Linked DNA regions of Mus musculus: region 2 is linked to region 1. Evidence: chromatin contacts called from public Hi-C data. All regions are on one chromosome and are shown on one strand. Each heading gives the region's core, a stretch centred on a gene start, on an enhancer-like site or on the middle of the called end of the contact. The rest is flanking DNA. Distances are from core to core; before and after follow the strand shown.

The links. Hi-C and Micro-C count contacts between places; a contact is called where the count stands out from the background.
Region 2: a contact with region 1 is called in a Hi-C map of bone marrow-derived macrophages, with 24 read pairs. The contact joins two enhancer-like sites. A contact is called at or near these places in 1 of 484 Hi-C or Micro-C datasets (bone marrow-derived macrophages), 3 of 115 datasets of contacts at active chromatin or transcription factors (the NIH/3T3 cell line, bone marrow-derived macrophages and pancreatic cancer cells) and 1 of 9 other capture datasets (embryonic stem cells).

The regions. Positions count from the first base shown.
Region 1 is chr5:99,198,404-99,205,857 of GRCm38.p6, forward strand. No RefSeq gene overlaps it. Among named protein-coding and RNA genes, the nearest start is that of Rasgef1b, 51 kb to the right of the region's middle. Within about 2 kb of position 4,833, at least 28 of the 459 cell types and tissues checked have an H3K27ac peak or open chromatin away from gene starts, as enhancers often do. A contact at or near this core is called in bone marrow-derived macrophages, where this site is marked.
Region 2 is chr5:99,519,704-99,527,157 of GRCm38.p6, forward strand. All of the region lies in intron 2 of A930011G23Rik (RIKEN cDNA A930011G23 gene), which reads right to left. Among named protein-coding and RNA genes, the nearest start is that of Gm35253, 13 kb to the left of the region's middle. Within about 2 kb of position 2,883, at least 21 of the 459 cell types and tissues checked have an H3K27ac peak or open chromatin away from gene starts, as enhancers often do. A contact at or near this core is called in bone marrow-derived macrophages, where this site is marked.

The DNA.
Region 1 (7,454 bases), core at 3,583-6,082:
AGCTGTAATCTATGCACAAAGGACCTTTAGGGTTAAAAAGAGAGAGTAAATAACTAGATAAACTAAAAGAGAAAATATTTTAATAAAACATGAATAAAATAAAGATAAAGGGGGCATGGAAGAGCACTGACACAACACTATGAGACACAGAAGCTCCAGAGACCCTGTTGAGCTCCTTCATGTTGGCATCAAGAATGTGAACTATGCTTAAAAGTAGTCTGTGTCCGCAGTGAGACACCCTTAGAGACAGCTAAAGTTTTCACTTGCAAGTGGCTATGAACTGGAGCTAGCTTCTGGGTTAGGGATAGGGCCATGTGCCCACTTCTTTTTTCAGCTCTAGGACTTCCCTCAACCCTGAGAGGAGACTCTTGATGAAGACATTACATTAAGGACCAAATGTTCCTTGATCTCTCACTTCTGCATAATGTCTGACTGTGGGTCTCTGTATGTGTTCCCACCTGCCTCCGGAGGAAGCTTCTCTGATGATGGTGGTCACTGATGTACGAGTAGAGCAGAATGTCATTAGAGATAATTTTATTGCTGTGGTTCTGTTGTTTGTTTGTTTGTATTTCCAGACAGGGTTTCTCTGTGTAACCCTGGCTGTTCTGGAACTTACTTTGTAGACCAGGCTGACCGCAAGTTCTAAGGGGTCTCATAGATGTGGAAGATGGTAGTGTAGAGGTAGATCTGCCCAATCTAGGCACACAGCATGTATTCATATTAATTGAGTTGTGTTTTCATTGCTCGGGCATATTTGGGTTGGAGATTTACTGCACCAGAGATCCACCTGCCTCTGCTTCCTGAGTGCTGGGAGTAAGGGTATGTGCCACCACTGCCCTGGCTACTATGTTCTTTCAGTAAAGTAGTAGTATTTGGTTTTACCATACGCCTCTGGCTTTCTAGTTCTAGTTTCTTGGTCACCCAGCTTTGAGATATCATTGTATCAGCATATCTTACAGGCAGAACTTCACTGAAGGTCCAAAGCAGTATAGCTGAGTTGGTGTTTGTTTTTCCCCTTTGGTAGAGTGCTGTCTTATTAGGGATTTTATTGCTTCAATAACAAAAAGGTAAGTTTCGAAGGACAGGGTTTCATTGGCTCACACTTCCACATTGCAATCCATCACTGAAGGAAGCCAGGACAGGAAATCAAACTCCAAGAACCTGGAGCCAGGAGCTGATGCAGTGTGGTATTCGTGCGGTATTCATGTTGGGGTCCAGCTGTGGTTCCATGTTCTCTATTTTCTCAGGATGTCCAGATGCTGCTGCACACCGGTCTGGAAGGATGAAGGGGAGTAATGAATGGGTGGGGTCTGCAGGATTCCAGTCTGGCTGGGAGTGAATGTGTTAGTGGAGGGGAAGGTCTTCTCCAAGGGTCTTCAGTGAAATAGCTGAGACAATCTTAGCATAAGCACATACCTTTACACATACCTGGGTTTATGTGAATACACTTTATTGGGGTGAACCAGGGTTTTATATATATATATATATATATATATATATATATATATATATATAACCCTGGAGAGTGGGAGGAGCTTCTTCTTAGAGTGACGTTTCATTGGCTGAGGCTTAGGTATTAGAGATGTCTCATTTGCATGGAGAGGCATATTCCAGGAATTTGAACCTGGAATTTCCCCCATGTCGATAGAATGTGGAGGTTGGGCTCCCCCATCAGGCAGAGAAGAGGAATCCTTGATAAGAACAGGGAGTCCTCTCTTTAATGCCAAGCTCCTGAAAGATGTCTGGAAGTGGTAGACTACAACCTTAGTAGCGAGGTGCTAAGATGCAGAAGCTATGGAAGGGTGCTGCTTACTTGCTTGCTCCTCATGACTTGCTCCATTTCCATGCGTTCGTAAACTTTTTGTTGCTGATAATCCAGCTTGGTGGTGTTATTTTCAGTTTCTCCTGTCTGTTGAGACTTGTTCTGTGTCTGAGTATACGGTCAATTTTGGAGAAAGTTCCATGATCTGTAGAGAAGAAGGTATATTCTTTTGTGTTTGGATAAAATGTTCTGCAAGTAACTGTTAGGTCCACTTAGTTTATAATGTCTGTTAGCTCCAGTATTTCTCTGTTTAGTTTTTGTCTGGACGACCTCTCTGTAAGGGCGCTCCTCAGAGTCTACAAAAACACCCAGACACCAAGTTCTCAGCACAAAGACAATTACCCTGGAGAGACAAGCTGCTGGGTAATGGGACAGGACTTGGCAAGCAGGGAAGATACTGCCTCTGGATCAGACAAAGATAGAAGTCTGTGTTTTTTCAGGAGTTGATGTTTAAGGAGAAAATGGAAGGAAGTCTGTGCTATGATGAGTTGGTAAGACCTGACTGGACAGGTTAGCCAGTGGTAAGACCTGATTGGACAGGTTAGCCAGTGGTAAGACCTGATTGGACAGGCTAGCTAGTGGTAAGACCTGATTGGACAGGGTAGCCAGTGGTAAGACCTGATTGGACAGGTTAGCTAGTGGTAAGACCTGATTGGACAGGTTAGCCAGTGTAACCAAAGAATGAATTTTGACTTCTGGACCTTGACGATTTGATAGTTGGATCTTGGTGATCAGTCTCAGGAATGAGTCAATGCCTAAATAAGGGAATGGCCCTTGGAGGCTAGCTTCAGGAATGTTATCTAAGGGTTTAACAAAGAAGAGGGGAGGAGAAAGTGCAAAACCTGCCAGCGCAACGCCATGCTTGCCATGTTTGGCCCTGTTAGCCCTTCACTGTCTATTGGCAAGAGTTGGGCATTGCAGTATCCCACTATCAGTGTGAGGATCAATGCATGATTTCATCTGTATTTAATCCTATTATGAACTTGGGTGCCTTGGAGTTTGCTTCATAGATGTTAAAAATTGCAATGTCCTCTTGATGGATTTTTCTTTTGGTGAGTATGTCGTGTCCTTCCCTATCTCTTTCTGATTATTTTAGTTTGAAGGCTATTTTGTTAGATACTACAATGGCCACACAAGCTTGCTTCTTAAGTCTGTTTGCTTGGAATACTTCTTCCAGAAAGCCGATGGCTCTGAATCCATTCGGTTCAAGATGCTTTTTGGGTTCTTCTGGAAGAAGGATGCCTAGGTTTTTGGACTCTACTGGAGTCATATTGTCCCAGTTGTTATTTACTGTGTTTTTTATGCTGTCACCTAGGGTTTGGGAAGATTGTAATTCTAGATGTTTAAATCTGCTTTTATGTTGTTGGATAGGTGTTTCATTCATTGGTTTCTGTTGCCCTCTCTGGTTTTTAGGAGGGTCTACTAGTTGTGTAATATCTAGTAGTTAATTCTTCTGGGTTGCTGCCAGGAGTGACCACTAGGGTTTCTGGGTAAAATGTGTTTCTACGTATTGGGATCTGATGCTGAGGAATTCGGATGGACTAGGAGGCAGGATATGAGATGGTCCGCAGTAGGGAAAAAAAGCAGTGTTGTCTGCTAGGATCTGTTTATTCCTCTGGGAATGGGGGCAGAGAGTGAGGAGAGGCCACAACAGCTAGTCTCTTATGGACCTGGAACGAGATTAGAGGATGGATGTGGAGGAGAGGAGAAAAAGATCTGAAGCTCACCCACCTGTTTCTCTGGTCTGCTTGCTTCTCTGTAGGCTTGACTGGCGAGTTGCTAGGGATGCCTACTGGAGTCGTGGGTTGGGATAACAGGATGGAATGATGGGAAAAGCTGGAGAAAACCTGAGTAGTCTGCTAGAGAGCAGAGGAAGACTGTGAGTCGCCATTGTTGAAGTGACCAGCACTTATAGACACTTGGTGTGAATTCAAGTGTGCTGGACACCCCTTTCCGTCTTGAAGGGATGGGGAAGTACAAGAAGCTTTGGCAAGAAGTGTGTGTGTGTGTGTGTGTGTGTGCGCGCGCCCGCGTGTGCATGTGTGTGCCTATGTGTTGCTGGTCTGAGGAATGTATACATTCACACAGAAATGGCCAGGCTACAACTCTAAAGGAGCAAATTCCTTTCCTCTACAAAAGGAAGATATTAATGTCAAAGGTAAATTGGACTGCGGTCATGGTTTTTCCTAAGGATGAATTCTGACTTCAAAGGTCCTGGCTTCTCAAAAAGCCGACAATACCTGCCAGGTAAAAACCATGGTTCTTCTCACAATTCCCACAAGATGGCAGCATTTCACCAAAGATGTCCCTCTCGTTGCCTATAAGAGAAAGAAGTGGAAATCAGTAGAGGACTAGTTGAGAATTCATAAAAGCAGAAAGAGCCCCAAATAGTTCCAAACCCTGGTGGCCCTCCAATTAAATGAAGCTCTTTAGCTTGAGCAGTTGCCTTCTAATACAATGGCTTCCCGCTTCCTACTTCTTAAAACAAGGCCCATCTGATACTCCAGTGCCGGTGCTGTGTTCACCACATGAGGGCGGTGAAGTCCCTTTGACGGCAGAGGATCGATAGTTCTGAATCTATTTTTTTGAAGATGCTTTGGGTTCTGGGACTGGATGAAGGGTGTCCAGTCACCTCTTGGCACCATGGAAGCCACTCACTCTTTCTCCATTATCAGTCTAATCAATATGGTGATTTTCCTGCCTTCAGCCCCCATGGCTCTACAGTTGACCGAGCCTTCTTGAACTCTACTTCAGGCTTCTTCTGAGCTCCCAGCTCAGCCCTATCTGATCCTTTTTGGGTTCCGGAGAAGAGGGAGTGCTATCAGTATCTGTAGTGAGTGTACTTGGAGATACATGCTGACGATCACAAGATGGGTGACTCTGTCACACTGGAGACAGAGAGAAGACACGAGGAGAGTCACAAGTTTGGTGTTGCTTACAGTAGTGGTACAGAACCGTCTCCACTCTCTTGAATTAGGTATGCCTCCAGGATCAACGGTAGCTTTGAGAACAACATCAAGGCTGTTGTGGATCCTTCACTCCACCCTCCCGCACCAGACTCGAGTCAGCGTCCGCTCTTACACCATAGCATGCTATTGCTTTGGCAACCAGTTCTTAGGTCAGCATTGCTGGAGAGAAACAATGGAGAGGATTCAGGAAAAGCATTTAGATGAAGAAAAGCAAGAAAAAGAGGCTTTCTGGGGTGTAAGTAGCTTGAGGTTTATTGGGGATAAAAGGGGGTGGGGAATAAGTGAGTGGGTGGACAGATTGGTGGATGTTGTTCGTAGAGAGGAAGTAGGCTTTGTAAAATCTCTTCAGTGTCTGCCCCACCCCATCCCTGCCACCCCTGTATTTCAGGATGCTGTCTGTGTCTCTGTCTGCCTTGCTACTTCTCAGATTGTATCTGGTGCTGAGTGAGGCAATACTTGTTGGCACTCCCAACCTACACACTCTGTGTTTACAGACAGTTATCATATCATTAGTCATTGCCTAGCAAGTACCGCTTTCATGTTTCCACATCTGGGTCCCTCCCACCCCCTCAGCTGTGTGTGCCCCACTCTCTGATCTCCTTCCAACACTTCCTTCTTCTTCAGACCCCAGAGATCTTCACAGACAACTTGTTGTCTCAGGTAAAAGATCAAAGTTATCAAGGAATGATGGGGGCATGTTGTGTGGACTCAGGGGAGAGCTAATACTTTTCACAACAGTTCTAAAGCCAGAACCAGAACCAAAGAAACTCCATTACTGCACACCCCATTTGCACACAATGTCTAAACTCTTTTTTAAAGTACATGAGTACTGCAATTCAGACCCATGGCATTTTGAAAGCATACCTCTAAAATGGATTGAATACATTTAGCGATTTTCTTTCTCCATTACAGAAAAATCCACTACAGAAGCCATAAACTTTTGTAGAGCAAAGAGGAACAAGACCGAAAGAGAGAGGAAGAGAATCGCAGGAAGGGACCTCAGCCTTGGGCCAGAAGACTTTGCACTCTAAGGCCTTGGCAAGCAGTGGTGCTAGGTGCAGCTATGCATCAGTTGGAGAAGAGATGGGGAGGGGGTGCAGGAAGATGGGGACTGAGTTGATTTGTATCTCTGTGCTTGATTATCTGGCTAGATCAGGAGATGAGAGTAAATGGTAATGAAGCAGCTCCGAGGGAAATCAGGCCAGCACAGCATAAAGGAGAAGCAGGTAAGACTCGGCAGAAAGTGGACATCTCCAACCTTCTGCGGTTTTAATCTGAAAGTCCAGTGCCTGCCACCCAACGTGCAGTGATATCTTCCATATGAGTTCATTCTATCTATTCATGTTCTTGGTCCTTCCCCCTCTTCCCCCATCCCGACAGCCATTCTCTTGCTACAGGTCCATTACTTATGTCATCATTTGCGATATCACACGGGTGCTCTTCTCCCTCTGCACACCATCCCCACCCCAGTCACAGTTCTATACCAAACCTCCCTCTATAACTCCATAGCTAAGACCTACTCAGTGATGACCTTGACTGTGAGGCAGAAATCACTCTCGGTACTGACTGGTTTTGTGTGTCCACTTGACCCAAGCTGGAGTTATCACAGACAAAGGAGCCTCCCTTGAGGAAATGCCTCCATGAGATCCAGCTGTAAGGATCAATAAGTGATCAAGGGAGAGGGCCCACTGTGAGTGGTGCCATCCCTGGGCTGGTAGTCCTGGGTTGTATAAGAAAGCAAGCTGAGCAAGCCAGGGGAAGAAAGCCAGTAAAGAACATCCCTCCATGGCCTCTGCATCAGCTCCTGCTTCCTGACCTGCTTGAATTCCAGTCCTGACTTCCTTTGGTGATGAACAGCAATGTGGAAAGTGTAAGCTGAATAAATCCTTTCCTCCCCAACTTGCTTCTTGGTCATGATGTTTGTTCAGGAATAGAAACCCTAACTAAGACACACTCCTTTTTTTTTTTTTTTTTTTTGATACTCAAGACTTTTGATAAATTGAAAAATAACAACCGAATTCCTCCATTATATAAACATACTTTTTATACAGTGCTGGTGAATGGCCCCAATAGGTTCATATATTTTAATGTTTAGTCATTAGGTCGTGGCACTACTTAAGGATTAGGAGGTTTGCCTTGTTGAAGGAAATGTCTCACTGAGTGAGACCTTTGGGGCTTCAAGTGGTCAAGCCATCAGACTTTCTAGCAAGTTAAGAAATGCATTTGGGATGCAGAACCCCTGTGAGCTCAAGGCCAGCTTTGTCTAAATAGTGAGTTCCAGGTCAGCCAGGGCTACATTGTGAGATGAGAGAGAGGAGAAGAAGAGAAGAGAAGAGAAGAGAAGAGAAGAGGAGAGGAGAGGAGAGGAGAGGAGAGGAGAGGAGAGGAGAGGAGAGGAGAGGAGAGGAGAGGAGAGGAGAGAAGAGAAGAGAAGAGAAGAGAAGAGAAGAGAAGAGAAGAGAAGAGAAGAGAAGAGAAGAGAAGAGAAGAGAAGAGAAGAGAAGAGAGAGACCAAGAAACAGAGACAGATCGAAAGAGAGACAGAGAGGCAAAATTCAACCAGATTCCTGACCTTAATATTTAAACAAGGAAAGGTAAAGATCTAGCAAAGATCTACCAGTACCAGTCCATAACATTTCACCTACAATCCACTCAGGTCAGGA
Region 2 (7,454 bases), core at 1,633-4,132, 320 kb after region 1:
AATGTGCCCCTGCATCTGTGCTGAGGAGCCCCCAGACCTTCCAACAGTTAAGCAGCCTTGAGAGTGAACTCGAAAAGCTGTTAAGTAGATGCCATGTACTGGTAGCAACCTCACAGTGCATTCATTATGACACAAGACACAGTGGTGCATTCTTTATTACAAGCATCACAGTGCAATCCTGGTAAATACTGAAAATTGAAGAGAAATGCACAACTTCCCTCACTGAGGAAACACTGCACACACCTCCAAGGGACTTTGCCTCCCTCATACAGTTCATGGTTACCATGGGTTGCTACCTTCCTGGATACACTTATCCCTGGTGAAGAATGTAGACACCAAGGCAGGCATCTGTCAGCGAGCATCTGAGGACAAGTGCTTTGTTGTCTGTGTGTGTAAACTGAAGGTAGGAAGATAATGAATGCAGATGGATTCTGCTAGAAGTCATTTTAACCATGTGCAGGACCCTAAACTTGCACATTCTTTCTTTGACTTACTTCTTCTCGAGGCAAAGGGTTGTTCTACTAGAAGCATCTTCATACTGAGTCTTAGAAATAGTTAGTCTGGTCTGTAATTCTGGAGACTATTAAGCTCTATGACTGTCTCTGTTCATTTTGGTTTTTCTTTTGGGATTCAGGGCTTTGACATTGCTGGGCAAACTCTCCACCATGATTTACATCCTGTCCCAAGGACTCTCAGCAGGAAATGAATTACTTCTAGAAAGAGAAGTTGAAAACACTGAAATTACTATTTTGTTATTAGTCCTGACCTGTCCTTCTGAGCTTGCAGACTCTGTGTCTGTCCTGTTATCAAGGAAACAGAGTCAGTTTATTGAAGGGAATAGAGAGTGACTCAAACCCCCAGGATCAAGTCAACATCAGGAAAACTTGAATAGGCTCTGTGCCAAAAGGATGCTGATTGACAAACAGGAGGCCTAACTATTGCACCTTAGCAACCAGGACTAAAGGGGCAATTTAAAGGACCACCTCATCATAATGATCCAGGAGTAATGACCCCACATCCTAACCTCGGGTCATGTAAACTGGTATATTTCTGCTTTAGTTTTGTTTTCAAGAGGGCTGAGGATCAAACCCAAGGCCCCGGCCATTCTAGGCGAAGGCTATACAAATGACCTGGACTCCCAGCTCCATCCCTGTGCTTTTATGTCCCCGCGAAGGCCATAAAATATGAGCAAAGACAATTTTAAGTTAGGAGAACTTTGACTGGGTTTTAGGAGCTTGGGGAGTCGATACTGCCCGTACCCATCACAGCTGTCTGCAGTGACTGAAACGGATGTGATTCTTTCAAACTCTTGATTGATTGTATTTCCCATCGGTCCTTTAAGAAGCACAACATTTCTCCCCACCAGTGTGCCAAGGGGTCTGTGCCAGCAGTGGTGGATGACGCAGAGATGTTCACAGGGAGACTTTACAATGACTTTTGCTTTTGCCAAAACACAAATTAGAAGTCAGCAAACATTATCTTCCTTGAGCCAGATAGTGAACATCTTCAGCTCAACACAGCATCACCTCAGCAGAAGCCCATGTAGCATTTTATAGCTTATAAAGTCTTTTCTCAGTTATTGTATTAGTTGTTCTTCCAACAATGGGAGGGACCTATGATCCTGTGGCTCAAGGCTGGTCTCAGGTCTGGTGTCCTGAGGTTCCAGTTCCACTGCAAAGCTTAGTTACAGAGTAGCTCCTGAAAGTAACACTGAGATCTTTTACACAGCACACCCAGCAAGGCAAAAATGTCGCAAGCCTTCCTTCCCTCTGCCTTGCAGGTAAATGGTTTGTTTTCTCTTTGAAGGCCCAAAGATTGTGTGGGCAGAAAGAAGTGGCGACTAGTGTGGAAGAGAAGGATCTTGTAGTCTAGTCAGCTAATGTCTGCTTTGTGCCAGAATTTTCCCTGTGGCACTGAGCCAGGAAGAACGTAGCTGCTATAAATGTCTAGGCAAAAGCCTAAAAAATAAATGCACAAGAAAGAAAATACATAATTATAGAACTAGTGAACTAAATGGAAATTATAGCTGCAATACTCGGAACATTTCTCTGCTGATTTCTACAGTAGCAGCAAGAGATTCAGATAACCAAATAACAAAAAAGAACTGCATATTTTTCCCCTTCAAAGAGAAATACCAGCAAAGGTACTGAACATGGAAAAAAAGAGGTTGGGAGAGAAGAGAGGCCTGTAATTTTGCCTGTGCTACAGAGGCACCCTGTGACCACAAAGAATTTCTGCTGATCTTTTTATTTCCCCAATTTTTTTTGAACTAGAAAAAAATGTCTAAAAAAAAAAAAACCCTATAAATAGAAATATCTTCTCCTTATTGAATTATATGGAATTCTTAGTGCAAATTAATGAACAGAATAATGTGTTTTCTTTGGCATTTTTATACATGCACATAGTGTATTCTCTAACCTAGGGTCAGGCTCTGCCCATGCCTTGGGCATTTCAAAGCAGGTTCTGGAAGACTTGCGGTCAATCCACTCCTCACAGAAGGGAAGTTTCCCTTCACCTTTGTGAAGGGCCTGGCTGGTCTCTGGTGGGCAACATTGTTGCCTGCTTACTCCCTAAGACTCTCCAGCACCTCAGATGGGTCCTGAAGAAGTCCTTAACAGATGTTCTTCCTACACAGTAGGAAGGAAAACACAGTATATTCCTTTAGCATGAGCCATGTGAAATTGCCCTTTTAAAAGCAAGTCAGACATACTCAAACACATTCTAAATTTAGCTTCCTATGTAACATGCCTCATGGATGTTTGGATGCCTTTTTTTTTTAACACATCCTGCAAATGGGGGAATACTCGGCTGTTGTGATACCACACTTCCAGCTCTGCTTTATCAGATAGCTGTGGTTTCAAAGCATGAACAAGGTCAGCACTGTTTCCAAAAAAAGAGCACTAGCCTGGGGTGCTGAGCTCATTCCCTAGAGCTCACAAGAAGCTGCTGAGAGCCCCATCCTCCACTTGGAAACAAAGCCTCCTAGATGTTCATAGTCTCCTTCTCGCTAAGCAAATTATGGCCCAGTGTTGAAGGAGTGCACAGACTGGGGGAATCTATTGACAGGAGGAGGAGCTGTAGACAGTTTGGCATTCATCTGTTGATGGGAAGCAGCAGGGCCCAGACGAGGTCCAGCCCCTTCCATTAAGTCCTATAAATCTTGACAAGTTAATCCATCTGGATTACATCTTCCCCATCATAAACACAAGAACAACGATGTGTGCCATGATGTTTGGGCATCAGGGAAAGGAAAGGAAAATGAGTTTCCTAAACCGTCAAGTGTTATCCAAACAGCAGGAACTACTGCAGAGTCGTGGATCTTGCCATACTGGGGATCTCCCGGGGATGCCAGAAATGAGTCAATACCACATCTACAGACATAGTGGACGTTAAGCAACACATCAATAGCTGGGTGGGGGATGTCTGTATGGAATGGTGTGCTGTGAGAGGAGACATGCTAAGGGTGAGAGATTGTATCTGTGATCTTACGGCATTGCATTGTATTTTTCAAATGCTAATGTTTTTAATGTGGCAAAAATACATCCTAGGATAATCACTGCCCAAATGTATGTACTCCTTGCACAGCGTATAGAACTGTCCCTACCTCATCCTACCCCAATGACCTCAGGGCCACTGATCCCAAGCCAAGGAAAGCATCCTTGTGGGAAAGAATCTAGAAATGTCCCTTCCCACCCGTTATATTGAAAACACAGTATATTCCTTTAGCATGAGCCATGTGAAATGGCCCTTTTAAAAGCAAGGCAGACATACTCAAATATTGGCCTTCTCACATAGTTCAAACTGGCCAGAGACTGAGCCAGCTAGAGCTCACAGCTTAATGCTTGTTAAAGCTTGATCCTTCTCTGGCATCAAGGGGAGGGGAGGCCCTTGGTCCTGTGGAGGCTCGATGCCCCCATGTAGGGAGATGCTGGAGTAGTGAGGCAGGTGTGGGTGAGTGGGTGGAGGAGCACCCTCATAGAGGCAAAGGGAAGGGGGATAGGATGGGGGAATTGTGGAGGGGAAACTAGGAAGGGGTACATTTGAAATGGAAATAAAATAACCAATTTAAAAAAAAAAAAAAAAGCTCGACCCATATACTTCATTTCATCTTTCCCTCCAGTCTCCCAAGTTTTTCTTTTCTTTTTTTTTTTTAGATATTTTCTTTATTTACATTTGAAATGTTATCCCTTCCCTAGTTTCCCCTCTGAAAATTCCCTATCCTCTCCATCCCTCTGCTCCCCAACACACTGCTTCCAGGCTCTGGCATTCTCCTATACTGGGGCATCGAACCTTCCCAGGACCAAAGGCCTCTGCTAAAGCACCTCTTATAAACTTGTACATTCAAAACACAGCACCTCAAAGGAAGTAATAAAAAAATAAAAAAATAAAAAAGAGCCCCTGACGGCTCCCTTGTTTCCCCCAGAACTACAGGCCCTCTCAAGGTCAGCAACTCTTTTTACTTTAATTTCCCTTTTCTTTTTCTGCTTAAATAATGGAACTCTGACTTCCATATTAGCACTCTTAGAAGAAACACAAGGTAAGAGTTTTTCTCTGCCTCAGAAGAGCTCTGTCTGCCGCCCTGCCAAGGTCTTTAGCTGAGGGACAGAGGCCCCCAAATATCACAGAATTTAATCAACTTTGAGTATTAATCTTACCTAAATATTAATCTCAAAAGATTCACAGAAATATCCAGAATATACATAAGCAAATATATATATTGGTACTGGCTACTCTTGCAGAAGACCTGAGTTCAACTCCTAGCATATACAAGGCCACTCACACCTGTCTTTTAGTCCAAGCCCAGGCGATTCAGTGTCCTCTCCTGACCTCTGTGGGCACCGGGCATGTACATAATACACAGCCATCCATGCAGGCAAAACACCCCCACACAAAATAAATAAATAAAACACTGTATCTCCTACTCCTGCTAGATCTGCATTCTTATATCTACTTTGACATAATAAAAATATTCCCAAAGGTCCTTTGTGTGCTTGCGACGGGTGGTAGGGCAGGCGGGTCTCCCGTTTCTGGTCTCCCTAAGTGCCTGATGGTCTCTGGTGGGCAACAGTGTTGCCTGTTCACTCCCTGAGACTCTCCAGCATGTCAGGCAGGTGACATCTTACCTTGAAGACTCCTATTCAGTTTTAAATTTTATCAAACACTTTGAGATAAATCTTTCTTACATAACCAACTTTGGAAACCACTGGCACACTGAAAATAATCGCACACAGCCTCTTCCTGTCAAAAGCCAAACAAAAAACAAAGAACAAAAAGCACAAAAACAAAACAAAAAAATTAACAAAGATCTTGCTGCTTCGAACTGCTTATGAAAGAGGAGATAATGGGCCAAGACACACTGAATTACTTCTTGTTCTGTCAATCATCCTTTCCCACGAACCTCTGAACCCATTCACTAAGACTTCATTTGCCCAACTGTCCTTTACGGAGCCCATTGAAAGACACATGAGATAGAGCAACTAAGAAAACTCACTTTGAAGTTCACTTCCATGCACCCTTTAAGGGCATCTGGATATAGTCTCTGGGAACAACTTGCAAAGCCCTCTGAGAACATGGATCAGGGTGGTTGTGAAGGAAAATTAACCTCCGAGCAATATCTCACTTTGAGACTTAAGTCAGAGTTCAAACTCATTGGGATACCCGCCACCCCATTGGCTTTTTAAAATTCAAGTTGTCAAATAAGATTCACCTAATCATATATACAGCATTCTTATCTGGGTATTGCTAGTTAAATGACTATCACAGCAGCTAAAGCTTAGAAGAACAGAGCAATGGTCATCACTTAAAGGTCTGTGGAGGGAGAGAGAACGGAGAGAAAAACCTAATAAATGTGACTGTAAATAATTGTATATTTATTAGTGAACCACTGAATGGGCTCAGCAGTGTTTCAGTGTGAATCCACATTCCTCTGCATTTGCCTGAGTCTCTGTCTGGATCTCTATGTTCTCTCCCTGGAGGAGAGGGACATGCAATGTGAGCCTTTCCTCCTTGTTTTCTTAGAAGACTGACCCGGAGGATGCTCAAGGAGCCAGAACCTTGAGTGGTGCACTCACCAAGGACACCATGAAGTTAAAGCACCATGCTCACACATCAGAATGTTAACCTGATATACAGTCTTACCACCGACCTACCATCTGCTTTCCCAAGATAAGAAAGGCTGTGTCTCAAGAACCATTTCCAAGGCTGTGTCTGCATTCCTGAGAGCTAAGCAATGATCTAATTATATTATTATTACTCACTTAGTTTATTTTGGTTTTGTTTTAATTTTCGGGGTAAGCAGATTGGAAAGTAGGGGGACGAGTGATCACACTGTCTATTGTTTCCTGAAAGATCTCACTGTAGTCTGTTTCCCAGGGATGTGGTAATAATGGCTGCCCCACAGATCAGGGCAAAGAAAAGAGTAAAGACAGAAATCCGATTTTTCATAAGTAGGGGTTAGAGAGATGGCTCGGGCAGCTGAAGGCACTTGCTAATCTTGTAGACGAACCACATTTGGTTCTTAGAACCAACATGGAGGCTCAAAACTGTCTGTGACTCCAGGTGTGGGTGATTGGGTGCTGCCTTCTGTCCTCTGCGTGCACAGGGCACACAGAGGATATGCGTACAACATCCATGCAGGCACGTGTACATATGACAAAAAAATAAATCTTTATAAAGGAAGATATTCACAAATGAGCCTAGGTGTGTGGTATGCCAACCCTGTTCTTTCTCTTCCAATGTGATTCCTGGAAGAAACTAATTTGTCCATGATACATCTGTCCACTGTGGCTCTCGAAGGCCTTCTTTCCTGGACTTGGGTCATCACTGATCGACTAGGCTAAATATTCCGTCCAAAGCATCCACCCAGGCTTGAAACCAGGAGTCTCTCGACAAAGCTCAGCACTAATAACTTCAGGGTTGACAGACAGTCCACCACATGTTCTAGCCAGCAAAGGAAGATGGCCCCAAAGGAAATGAAGCCACTGAGCTGGAATCAGAGACCTGAAAATCCCAATGTCTACTCCTAGTCCCTTTCTGAAGCTGGACTACCTTCCCAACTCTCAGACCCATTCCTGGTGTCTTAGAAACAAGCCATGGTTGTTCATTAAACCTCTTGGAGTTAATTTCTACTCCCTTCAGCCCAGCCCCCATGCTGATACCACGAGGGTTTATTTTGGTTTGGGGAAGGATAAGGAGCCACACTGTCGCCTTTCTGGTCAGACACAGTCGTTGTAGAAATTACCTCTTTCCCATGGAGTCCTCTGAGCCGAGACTGGAATTTGGTACATTAGTCATACCTACATTCCACCATCTCTGTCACCTTCTTTACGGAGCAAAGTCCTGCATGAGTGGTGTTCTGAACAAATACATTGTTTGACAGGAGGCAGCCATGCCAAGGATCTAGGCCTTGAACTTAGGGGAAGTTGGCAAAGCTTTTCTCCTAGGTGAGGCTACAA